Linked DNA regions of Pan troglodytes: region 1 is linked to region 2. Evidence: chromatin contacts called from public HiChIP or PLAC-seq data. All regions are on one chromosome and are shown on one strand. The core of a region is the stretch at or near the end of the contact, and the rest is flanking DNA. Distances in the headings are between cores, read along the strand shown. Region 1 holds the start of METTL25B (methyltransferase like 25B). Region 2 holds the start of NTRK1 (neurotrophic receptor tyrosine kinase 1).

Evidence for each region. HiChIP or PLAC-seq counts read pairs in DNA pulled down with a chosen protein or histone mark.
Region 1: an H3K4me3 HiChIP or PLAC-seq map of stem cell-derived excitatory neurons shows a contact between it and region 2, with 2.6 times the contacts expected there. The contact joins the promoter of METTL25B here to the promoter of NTRK1 in region 2. A contact is called at or near these places in 2 of 7 Hi-C or Micro-C datasets (induced pluripotent stem cells and stem cell-derived neural progenitor cells) and 1 of 1 datasets of contacts at active chromatin or transcription factors (stem cell-derived excitatory neurons).

Annotation. Positions count from the first base shown.
Region 1 is chr1:92,468,526-92,474,990 of NHGRI_mPanTro3-v2.0_pri, forward strand. It overlaps METTL25B (methyltransferase like 25B), which reads right to left and starts at 1,739. Exons shown (of 7, transcript XM_016929365.3): 1 at 1,608-1,739. The coding sequence starts at 1,718. It overlaps ISG20L2 (interferon stimulated exonuclease gene 20 like 2), which reads left to right and starts at 1,611. Exons shown (of 4, transcript XM_009434541.4): 1 at 1,611-2,407; 2 at 3,050-3,910; 3 at 6,461-6,465. The coding sequence starts at 3,167.
Region 2 is chr1:92,335,696-92,341,742 of NHGRI_mPanTro3-v2.0_pri, forward strand. NTRK1 (neurotrophic receptor tyrosine kinase 1) reads right to left here and starts at 3,284. Exons shown (of 17, transcript XM_003308515.6): 1 at 2,925-3,284. The coding sequence starts at 3,214. It overlaps INSRR (insulin receptor related receptor), which reads left to right and starts at 4,955. Exons shown (of 22, transcript XM_003949610.4): 1 at 4,955-5,538. The coding sequence starts at 5,454.

The DNA.
Region 1 (6,465 bases), core at 489-2,988, 130 kb after region 2:
TTTGCAGATGTAGAAACAGGCACAGCACTTAAGTAACTTGCCCACGTCCAAAAGCTAGCAAATAGCTGAGCTGGGATTATTTATTTATTTTTAGAGATGGAGTCTCACTCTGCCACCTAGGCTGGAGTGCAGTGGCACGATCTCAGCTCACTGCAACCTCCGCCTCCCTGGTTCTAGCAATTCTCCTGCCTCAGCCTCCCTAGTAGCTGGGACTACAGGTGTGTACTGCCAAGCCTAGCTATTTTTTTTTTATTTTATTTTAGTAGAGACGGGGTTTCACCGTGTTGCCCAGGCTGGTCTCGAACCCCTGAGCTCAGGCAATCCACCCACCTCGGCCTCCCAGAGTGCTAGGATTACAGGTGTGAGCCATCGTACCCGGCCTGAGCTGGGATTTGAAACCAATTTTACTCTAGAGTCCTTGTTCTTAACCATTCTGCGATTGCCTTTCTGTGGCAGAAGATCAGTGAGTGCAAAGGTCCAGATGCCTGCCATATTGGCAGAACAGAAATCAGGCCAGCAGAGGTATAGCACAGTGAAATGTGTGAGAGAATAAAATGGGATAGAGTTGAAGAGACAGTAGGAGCCAGAATATGGGTTTTATAGGTAATAGTAAGGAGTTAGGATTTCATAAAAGTATCTAGGAAGCAAGGGATTGTCGTGATCAGATTTACATTTGAATGCTATCAATCTAGCTGCTCAGTGAAGAATTGGTTATGGCAGGGCAGAGGTAAGCACACAGCAAGATCGGTTAGGAAGTAGTTCAGAAGAGAGGTGATGGTGGCTTGGCCTAGGGTGGCAGCAACGGAGGTGAGGACAAATGGATGAATTTGGGATCTATTCCGAAGGCAGAGCCAAGAGGACTTGTTGAAGGACTGGATTGTGGATCAATGAAGGACAGCACTGAATCAATGATGGCCTCTGGGTTTGTGGTCTAAACAATTCAGTGGATGGTGGTGCCATTTACACATTCTCTCATTTATTCTTCACAATAATCCTTCAGACTGGGATCCATTGTATAGCTGAGGAAACCCGGGCTAGGACAAGTTGGGGGTTAGGGAGGCCTAAGGTTAACATCATAGGGGAGGCAGGATTCTAGACTAAGCCTTTTTGATTCCAGAGCCAGGACTGTCTACTATACCACAAAACCACGAATTTATTCAAAGCTTGGATGAATAACGTGTGTTCTTGGAACACCTGACATGCTCCAAGAAGAGTTCAACATAGTTGCAGCATGGTTCCAATGTCCACGCATTTTATTACCTTGGATCTGGGAAGATTACAAAAACAATCTAGGTAGGTACTAGAAACATTATTTATGCAGTGAGCCGAGATCGTGCCACTGCACTCCAGCCTGGGGGACAGAGCGAGACTCCGTCTCAAAAAAAAAAAAAAAAAGAAAAAGAAAAAGAAAAAAAAATAAATATTATTTATGTCAGCTGAAAAAAAAGGAGGGATCACTCCAGTTTTAACCCCTTCTTGTACAGAAAAAGACTGAAACTCATAGAAGGAAAGAGATCAGAGGCTAATTCTCCAGATTCTCTCCCTGACGTGGGTACCTAGCCAACCACACGACCAGAGACATCCCACCCACGCCCCTGTGGCCTCACGATGATGTAGGCATCCAAGATGGAACGGTAGAGTGCCAGGACACGGGTGAGGTTAACAGCTAGCTGCTTCCTCCCCTCATGAGAGAGGCCTCGGGCGGAGATGCCCGGCATCCCGGGGTCCAGCAGGGAGCGCGGGGAGCGAGAACGCAGTAAACAGGGATCCAGGGTCAGTACTACGCGGGTCCAGGACCCGGACGGGGCTCAACTCTGCAGGCAGAACAGGAAGAGTTTTGGGTCCAGTCTCCGACGCTGCCTTTCGGGATCCGATGCTGGAGTGGAAGATTTGAGGCGCCCCCCAGACGTCACAGGTCGCGACGTTTCACAGTGAGAAGGTGTCAGCGTCAGAGACACGTAGGGCGGGGTAACAGTGCAGTGACGCCACAAAAGCGTGCGGCTGAGCTCAGCTCACAACGAGGCGGGCCAAGTTCCAGTTCCCGCCCCTTGCCGTACACGCCTCTCCTCTTACGGAAGTGAAGCCGGAGGTGTCCGGCGGGCTGCAGTTCCGGTTTATCGCGGCCTTCCCACACCTTCGCGTTGTACCACCACGGGGCTAGAGGGGCCGGGGAGCGCATCCCGCCCCCGCCCCCACCCACGCCGCCCCCTCCTCCGCCGCCACTGCCGCTCCTCACACACTCGGATTCACTGGCCTCACTACCTGAGGTCGGGGCGGTGCGGGTGTGCGCGCGCCGACCTCTGGCGCGTTCTAACCCGCGCGCCTGCCTTCCCGGGCTTCGTCGGCGCGCACCGATTTCCGCATCCGGCTCCGGGCGCTTCCGGTCTTAGCTGGACCCGTCTAGGAGGTAGGTTTGTGAGCGTGAGAGATCGATCTGTACCGCGGGGATCCGAAGTATGCTTATCCAGGTGGGCTGCCTCAAGCCTCGATCCCACCCCCGCGCTGGTAGATGGTGTCAAGGTCCTTGCGTGGGAGAAGGACTTGGGTGAGATGCATGTGGAGATTGCCCCCAATTCCGGCCTGGAGCCAAGGGAAAGGGATGCCTGGATTTGTGTCTCTATTGGTGGTCCACGCTGCGGATGCCTGGGTAGCCCAGAGGTTATCTACGCCATACTTCTCACTGTTTTTGAGCATACCTAGATGTTCCTTTCCTAGGCGGAGTATAGATCGCACGTGTTCTAGCCTCTTAGACTCAGAGGGTTCGAGCTCTATAAGCCCCTCCACTCTCTTCATTTTACAAATGAGACTCAAACCTAGAGCGCGGTAATGACCTTACTAAGACCAAACGGCTGAATTGGGCTTCACTAGAATCCAGGCTTGCTGGCTAACACCAATGCTCCCTCCATCATTTCATGTTATGTTTTCATTTCCCCTCTGTCTGAGAGATTGCTCTGATGTCTTTCCTTCCATAAGTCCTACGGAGATCGAGCTTACCTCATTTTTCTCCCAGGCCTAGGAGCTCAATTACCAGGATCACTTTCTTCCCCAGGGTGTACTACAGACCTCCACATGTTGGACAGTAGGATTCAGCAGAGAATGAGTCCCACATCCTCTTTTCATCCATAAGCCACTCTTCCCAACTACTCTTCCGCCTTCCATTGTCCCTATGTCTACTTTACTGCTCAATCTGGATTTTGGGGAACCTCCTCCCAAAAAGGCATTAGAAGGAAATGCCAAGCACCGAAATTTTGTCAAGAAGCGGAGGCTCTTAGAACGGAGAGGCTTTCTGAGTAAAAAGAACCAACCCCCTAGCAAGGCGCCTAAGTTGCACTCTGAACCTTCAAAGAAAGGGGAAACTCCTACGGTCGATGGCACTTGGAAGACCCCTTCCTTCCCAAAAAAGAAGACAGCTGCTTCCAGCAATGGGTCAGGACAGCCCCTGGACAAGAAAGCTGCAGTGTCTTGGTTGACCCCTGCCCCTTCAAAAAAGGCTGATTCTGTTGCTGCTAAAGTAGATTTGCTGGGGGAGTTCCAGAGTGCCCTTCCAAAGATCAATAGCCACCCAACCCGCTCTCAGAAGAGCTCCCAGAAGAAATCCTCTAAAAAGAACCATCCTCAGAAGAATGCCCCACAGAACTCCACCCAAGCTCATTCAGAGAATAAATGCTCCGGAGCATCCCAGAAGTTGCCACGGAAGATGGTGGCAATTGACTGTGAGATGGTGGGCACAGGACCAAAGGGGCATGTTAGTTCCTTGGCTCGATGTAGCATTGTCAACTACAACGGAGATGTGCTTTATGACGAGTACATTCTTCCCCCCTGCCACATTGTGGACTACCGAACCAGGTGGAGTGGTATCCGGAAGCAGCACATGGTGAATGCCACACCCTTCAAGATTGCTCGAGGCCAGGTAAGAAGCATGGGGCTTGATGGTGGCAGGGAGGTGGATGGAGAGAGGTCTAAATCATTTTTCAGCAAAGGATATCACTATGGGAAGACACCAACGTTTGTGGAGGGAGGGAGGAGAATCTATCAGTTGTTGAAGAAGGCCCCCTGTCGGTGGAAGGAGCAGTGAAAGTCAGGAAGGTACAATTAGCTGGTGTCACAAACTTCATTGGTCAAGATCTATTTTAGCCGGGCGCAGTGGCACTTGCCTATAATCCCAGCACTTTGGGAGGCTGAGGCGGGAGAATCGCTCAAGCCCAGGAACTCAAGCCCTGTCTGGGCAACATAGCGGAACTCATCTACAAAAAAGTTAGCCAAGTGTGGTACATGCCTGTAGTCCCAGCTACTCAGGAGGTCGAGGCTGCAGTGAGCTGAGATCACACCACTGCCACTGCACTCCAGCCTGAGCGACAGAGTGAGACCCTGTCTCAAAAAAAACAAACAAGAAAACTATTTTAGGTTCTAAATTGGGTCTGGGGAACTGGGAATCTGCATAGAAAAATAACAGCAAGTGATGAAACTAGACAGAGCTGCAGACATCAGTGTCAGGAGAAAGGGCTTGATTTGGAAAAACCTTGCGAGTTGGAGCCTAAGCTTGAGAGAGGAAAGGTGGAGAGCTCTTCCCAAGCAAAAAGTAGCCTGGGGCAAGTGCGGAAAGTGGTGGTGGTAAGAGAGGGCAGAAAGTTGACAGGAGGAGCTGGGGTATATATTGTCCAACTGGAACAGGTAACCAGTGAACGGCATAAACGGCACAGGGCCGGCACTTCGGGTTGTCATCTCACTCCTAGCCCTGTGCTGGCTATGGAGTGCAAGGCATGAACAGAAAGGAGAATGAGCTGGGAGGGGTGAAAGAGGAAGTGAAGGGAGAGCAAGAGACCTGCTGGTCTCAGGAGGCCGCCAGAGGGCGCCCTTGGTCCACGTCTTTGCAGTTTCAGGTCCACACTCTGCCCTCTCTGGACACGCTGTTCCCATAATGCCTTATATGCGCTCAGTTGGAGGAGGTTCGTTAGAGGTGAGGTGACTGACTATTTTAGAAAAGACGGAAAGAAGAGTTAAACATCTTGTGCACAAAGGGGCACAGCCAAGCAAAGGCATAGGAGAGGCAGAAGATGGGACGGGTCTGAGACAGCAAATCTGCCCAGCTTTGATGAGGGCTATATGTCGAGGTTAATAAGAAGTGAAGGTGGTGGTGGGCAGTAAGTAGGTGAAGTTAGGAGTAACGAAATATCTAGTTCACGGGACTACGTCATCATAAAGCACTTCCCCAGTGCCAAGCTGGGGTTATGAGACTAAGGTATGTCCAGATGAGCCTAGCCCCTTCAGAGGCGGTCCCTTTGGGAGGCTATGCAGGACTGTCACTTTTGTTGAAAACCTGTTTGGAACCTCATTTGGGAATGGCCTTCAGAGCCTGTGGCATGTTCTTCGGTTGTCCTCATTGGTAGCATGTCCTCCTACTTCAAGAGCCTGAAATGGCTAGGTGTGGTGACATGTGTCTGTAATCCCAGCTACTCAGGAGTTTGAGGTGAGAGCATTGCTTGAGCCCAGGAGTTTGAGGCCAGCCAACCTGGGAAAAATAGCAAGACCTCATCTCTTTTAAAAAAAAAGTGACCTGAAGGCCAGGTGTGGTGGCTCACACCTGTAATCCCAGCACTTTGGGAGGCTGAAGCGGGCAGATCACAAGATCAGGAGTTCAAGACCAGCCTGGCCCATATGGTGAAACTCCGTCTCTACTAAAAATACAAAACTTAGCCAGGCATGGTGGCAGGTGCCAGTAGTCCCAGCTACTTGGGAGGCTGAGGCAGGAGAAACGCTTGAACCCGGGAGGCGGAGGTTGTAGTGAGCCAAGATCGCGCCAGTACGCTCCGGCCTGGGCAACAAAGCAAGACTCCATCTCAAAAAAAAAAAACAGTTTCCTGAAATATTGAGAAGTTATTTTTATTTTACTTGGTTCCAAAACTAGTGTGAATAAGGTTGCTTCTGCAACTTTAGTTTATATGTGATTCTTAATTTTTTACGGTTTGTAGACTCTGAGAATTTGATGAAAGCCACAGATTCTCTTCCTCTAGTACCCATACACATCTAATTGCATGTAATTTTGGGCTTTTGTTAGCCTCCCTGGAGCCCGGGTCCCAGCCATGTGTCTAAGGCCAGCATAATGGTAATAGTTAAAGGACTTCATGTAGCAAGCCAGAACTGAACTAAATACATGGACATCTCAAACATGAGTGTCATTTAGGACTGAAGGCAAATTAATGTCATGGGGTGGAGATCAATAAGAAGGTAAGGAGCCACTGGCAGTATGAGTCCAAACAGGGTACACCATGGAAATCACCTGTGGAAGAGGAAGGTGGATTCCAGAAGAAGGAAAACTTGTGGGAGTGAGCATTTCAAGGATGGAGAGGTAGGCAGTTGGTGAAAGAATCCAGAAGGGATTGATGGTCATGTTGGGCTTTCAGAATGCAGGGGTTCCACTTCAGTCTTCCTTCTCACCACTCTCTTCCCACACTTCTTCCAGATCTT
Region 2 (6,047 bases), core at 2,034-4,533:
CCTCTTGCACACATGCACACACCCAGGTATGCACATGCGCACACACAGAGGCATAAGCATCTGCACAGATGACGCCATGCACCTGCACATGTGCCTGCAGGAACACGCTCACCCATGGACACACAGAAACAAAGCTCACATCCATCTCTCACGTGCACACACACAAGTCCATTCTCAGATTGGTGTTCTCCTTTTATATCAGGCATCCCCGGCACACACTCATCAGTGGGAGGTTGTACTGAAACACTTGCTACTACAAAAGGCCAAGGCTTATCCCTGCCACTGCCCCACCCAGCACAGATGAAGCCTGTGCTCATGCAAATGTGTGTTCCCAAACGTGCCCGCCCAAGGGCCACTGCCCGGTCTCACCTGTACTACACACACACACAGACATACACACACACACACACAAACATCTCTGCACCCCCATAGCCTCTGGCCCCTCTTCACACCCAAGCAGCAACCCCTACTCCACCAAAACCTCCCCTACCATCTTTTCAGCAGATTAAGCAAGAGTCTTACAGGCTATCAGTTAGGGACCCCAAGGAGGGACCCAGGAAAGAGGAGAGGAGCAATGAGAGGAGGCAGTCAGAGTGTCGAGGAGGGGAGAAGAGGCACAGACTGGCTGACTTACACAGCAAGAGAGAGAGGGAGAGAGACAGAAAGATGGAAAGGCTCAACGAGGAGGGTGGGGGCAGAAGGGCAGAAAAACAAAGAGAGAGTGAAACAGAGACACTGAAAGAGAAACTGACAGGAAGAGGTCAGAGAAATAGTGACAGGCAAGAAGGAAGACAGATAAGGGGAGGGAGACAGACAGATAAGGACAGAGAGCTACAGAAAGCGAGATAGACAAGAAAGAAAGAAGAATGAGTAGGCATTCGGGGCTAGGGGACAGCTGACGCCCTGGGGCCTGCCTAGCTGCTGGATCCGACATACCAGGGAGTTCCTGAGAACTCGGCTGCCCTGTAGTGACATGTTAGTGTGCCCCCCCCACCCCAACAATACACATGCCAGGGGCCCCTGACTCACTGCCGGTTCTCAGAACTCTCCCCTTCTACCCTCTAACTTTCCCTAACTTATAGGAACCAGGACCAGCCTAAGTGACCCCTCCCTTCCTCCTTTCCTCCCTTCCCAGCCTTGGCCCCACCAGGACAGCCAGGATCAGGTCCTAAGTTTCCCTGTGGACTTAGTAGAGGCCTATAAAGTAACCTCCACTGACTCCGAGGGAGGCCAAGTCCCTATTCTACCCACCCCCCAGCCCCTGCCCAGAGGGTTTCAAGCTGTAGGGACCCAGGGAGGGGGTGAGAATGCAGTGGGCTGGCAGGGTGTGTGGGAGCTGTCAGGCCAGCGTGCTCAAAGCTGCCTCAAAGCTGCCTCATTCGTTTGGATTCATAATCAATCTGTCTATTCGAGTCCATTATCTCCTCGTTAGCTCTGCGGGTGAGGGAGGAGGGAGGGGGCTGTGCAGGCAGTGGGGAGGGGGGTGTCAGGCTGCAGCCCCACCCAGGGGGACATCTCAGCTCACCACCCTACATGCTTCCTCGTCCCCAGTTCTGGCCTGTCCACTCCCCTACCACTCCCATCCCTACCCTGCTGGACCCACTTGGGGCTTGGAAAGAGTTGGGAAACACGAGCCCTGATGGGGAGCACTCAGGAGTCTGGACCCCAATCTGAAGGCCCAGGGTGATGAGAGAACTGGACTAGGACTGGCAACCTGTCTCTCATGCCCCCTCCCATCATGCAGAGACCTAGGCCTAGACCAAGACAAGGCCATCTCCTCTACTCCTGGTCTCCCTAGAGCTATTAGAGAGAGAGATTGAGTGCCTTCCCGTTAATTACCATGAGATACCCAAGGAACTCAGTGCCAATTACTGCAAGCTGCTCAAGTAACTTCCAGACAGTGATGATCCTCACCTCGGATACCTTCCAGCCCATCACAGCACAAGGCCAAGGTTCCTTGTCCACCCTCGAAACCCCAGGCCACAGGAGGAGGATTTTCTAGCAGTTCCTCCCCTCTTCTAGATGTCTTGCTGGCCATGATAGCCATATGTAATATTCAAGTATTTTCCAGCCATCACCATATGATGCCTGAGTACCTCCAGGCCAGTCATTACCGCATACTCCCATAGGTTTCACCAGCTGCTAAAAAGTACTTGAGTATTTTGTAACCAATTCCTGCAGAATGTCAGAGTCCTGCAGAATGCTGAAGATTCCCCCCAGCTTCATGTACCAAAGGGAGGAGGGTCTCTCAGCAAGGGCCCTGACTCCCCGCCCCAGGTAGAGAGACAAGGTTGGAGAGGGAGATGGGAGTGGGGAGAGAAAATCCAGGAGGGGGTTCCATTTCCCAGATCCAAATCAACGGGTTCTGGGGGAAGGAATGGTAAAAATGGAAAGAGGAGAGCTCAACCACTCAGCTCCTCACCGCCTCCCACCAATGCCAGCCAGCTCAATCCCCAATTCCAGAAGAAAAGCTAGGGTTGCCTCCTCATAACAAGAAAGTGGGCGGGGGCTGGCTTGCCCCTAGAAAAGGAAAAAGGCAGTAAGGGTGACAAACTGGGGACTTCTCTGCTGGTAACCATCCTTCTCTGTGGGACAGAGCAGGGGCTTCTGGCTGAGCTCCAGAAAGCGCCTTCTAGACGGCTAGGCTCTCTCAGACCTGGTCCACGGAGATTCCCCCTTCGATCTCCCTGAAGCCGGCGGCCCATATGCCCTGAACACTAGGGGACATCCAGGCACTGACCATAAAGCTTGCTAGGGCAGCGGCGGCTGCGGAGGAACGCCCGGGCAGCGCCGAAGGCTGCGTGGTGCCAGCCTTCCGCCGTGCTCGCCCTGCCTGACCAGCAAACAAGCAGCGAGTCCGCGCCCTCGGGGCACTGCAATGCCTGCCTGTCCCCGCGCCCCCCCACCGCCCGCCGGACACTCACAGCTCAGTCAGGTTCTCTGCGCCGGGCAGGTGGTGGAGGCTATCCAGGGCCCCATCCCGGGTGCATCGCAGTCCCGAGGAGCCGTGGGGGCAGCAGGCATCGGGGCAGGGTGCGGCGCCCGCAGATGCCAGTATCAGCCAAGCCAGCAGGCTGCCCGGCCCCGCAGCCCAGCTGTGCCAGCCAAGCTGCCCGCGCCGTCCGCCTCGCAGCATCGCGGCGGCGCCCGCCTCGCTCAGGCGGGGCAGCCGTCTGTGCGCTCCCAGCTGCAGCTGCCAGGCCTCCCGCGACATGTGCGCTGGGCGGTGTTAAAGACCCAGCCGCCAGGAAAGGGCGGAGCCAGCGGCCCCCGCCCGGCCCCGCCTTGCCCCTCTTCTCCACCCCCTTGCCTACTCTCTGACGCCCCCCGCTCTGCCCCTTCCCCTGTTAGGGGCCCCCAGCGTCAGCCTTCTCCCCGAGGATCCCCCCCAGCTCCGGCAGACGCTGAGGGGCCGCAGCAGAACGCCTCGGAGGTGTCTGCTGAGGCCGGAGGTGGGAAGCTGATACGTTATTTCTCTCAGCTTAAAGCAGCTGCATTTTTACATTTGGGGAGGAGGGAAGATGACTGCGTTGAGGAAAGGTTGCTGTCCAGGTCATCCTAGCCAGCCCCAGGCTCAGCGCTCCATCCTCGCGGCGCGCGTGCCTAGGGGAGTGAGCATGTCACTTGGAGTAAGTTAGGTAGAACATTCTCCGAACTCTAGGAAGAAAACGAAAAGGACTACCAAAGGATCAATCGCAGAACCTGGGGAGGAAGACACAGACGGGGCAGAGAAAGGGAAGGGGTCGCCTAATCCGGCCGAAGGGAGTCCGGAGAGCCAAGACCGCGCCTCCAAGAGAAGCCACAGGGTGGCGCGAGAAGCCCGCGCGCAAAGGCGCGAGCTCCCCGCCCGCGCTGGGTGCCTGGGGGTGCGATCTGCAGCCCCCAGTGAGCAACGCCTCAGGTCTCAGCTTCAGTCCCTGACCCCGGCCAGCCAGCGCCGGCCCCGAGGCAGGATAGGGCAAGGCAGGGCAGGGCTGACATCGATCGCCTCCCTGACAAGAGCATCGATTTATTCGTGAAGAAATTAATAGATCTTCTCTTAGCTCCTCGGACGCGGGAGCCGCCCGCGGGTGGAGCTGAGGACCGCGCACCTTGGAGGCCGAGCACCTGGAAAACCCCGGGATCCCCAGCACCCAGGGCAGCAGAAGGCTGGTCCCAACCCCTCCCACCGCGCAAGCCTCCGTGGCTGCACTAACCCATCCGTCTCAAGCTGGGGAGAGCGAAGGGAAGAGGGGTCTCTCTTGGCGGGGAGACAGGCAAGGCCCCAGGGAGCGGGGGAAGGACGACCTCCTAGAGGCTCACGGTTCTCCTCTCCGCCAAGGCCCCAGCACGGATGGCCCCCCAAGTCCCCGAGACAGGGACACACAGACCGACCGAGCAGCCTGAGCTCAAGAAGGTGACCAGACGGAGGCAGAGCCCCACACAGTGATCGCCTTCTTCCTCGGGATCTTGGTCAGAACCAAGGGACTAGGCGGTGACGGAGCCTGGCGCTAAGGGGTCTCCAAAGAGGACAAGGAGGCCTCATAGGAGGCTGAGAGGGGCTCCCAGAGGCCAAGGGCTGTCCACGTTCTCCCGGGTCGAGGCTGCCAGAAGTTACTCCGCAGGTGTCAAGGCACCGGGAAGCAGAATCTAGACACAGCGCTCCCCAGAAGCCCGGGCGCGCTGGCTGCCCCTCCGGCGGTGCAGCCCCACTTGGAAGAAGCCTGTGGTGGGGACAAAGAGTTGGCGGGACCCGCTGCAGCCGCAGCGGGATTTGAGGAAGCTCAGTTCTTGGCCCACCCTCCCCCCGTATTTTGGCCTTATTTCCCCAACAGACCTGTCCTCCCCTCAGTTGTCAGGCTAAATATTTTGACTTGGCGGGAGGGGTGGAGAGAACGGAAAGGTCCCTGCGAACCAATCTGTTTAGGCGGGGGGCGGGGAGGGTGGGAGCTGGGCGCGGCCCCTGCGTGCCGGCCCTGGGAAGGACCGCAGCCAGCACGGTCAGCTGGCGCTGGGGGGCCGCGCGCCCGGAGGGATCCAGGGAGACTCTCCCTGCGGAGTCCCACGCGCCCCGGGACCCCCGCTGCCCTCCTTGGGAGCGGTCCCCAGCCTGCTGCTCCGCCCTCAGGGTTGGCTGGCCTCTCGGCCTGCCTTTTGCTCAGAACCCTGTGTCATTTTCTCCCTCTGGAGGCCCGAGACTCTCCCTGTCACTGTCTGCATCTCTGTCCCCATCTCTCAATCTCATGCTGAGTCTCTCTGTCTCCAACTGCCTGTCACTGTCTTTGTGTCTCTGTGACTCTCATTTCTTTTTTTCTGTCTCCTGCTGTCTCTGTGTGGGATTCCTTGTCTCTCTGCCCCTGCCCTCCCTCTCCTATCTGAACCCTGGTCTCTGTGTCCCTTAGGGCTTATCACGCCCTTCTCCCCAGAGTCACCGGGAGGAGAGCCGGGACTGGACACAAGCCAGGGCTGGGACAATGGCAGTGCCTAGTCTGTGGCCCTGGGGAGCATGCCTGCCTGTGATCTTCCTCTCCTTGGGATTTGGCCTGGATACAGTAGAGGGTGAGTCCCCGGAACTGGCTCCCAGACCCCTACCTCCCTCCCAGCCAGCTGGGAGGCCAAAAAACTGAGCTTGCAGCCACAGCACCTCCACTTACTCTGCACTGGAACATGGAGGTTGGGGTTAGCGCTCAGGAGAACTGCCCAGCAGGAAAAGCAGTTAGTTCCCCACATAAAGGTGTTTTTCCCTCAGCTCCCTCAGAGATGAGAAGAGCTTCAAAACGTGGACGAGTAGATATCTTCTGTCCCTACTAGTGAAACTGTGATCCCAGTGAAGCTTGCCTGAAAACCCAAATGAGGCCGTGAGAGTGTTAGAAGTCATCTCTAGGGCCACTGAATGGGAAGAGGCAGGGGTGGGATAGGTAGCTGAGAACCAGGCACCATTAAGTAATGGAGGCAATGTTGCCGACAGGAAACTGCAGCTCTGAGAACTAAGGGTAAAGCTAGACTGGGTCCTGAGCTCCTGCCTCCAGGGCCCAGTCCTGTGTCCCCCCTCTTAGGGCCCAATCCCT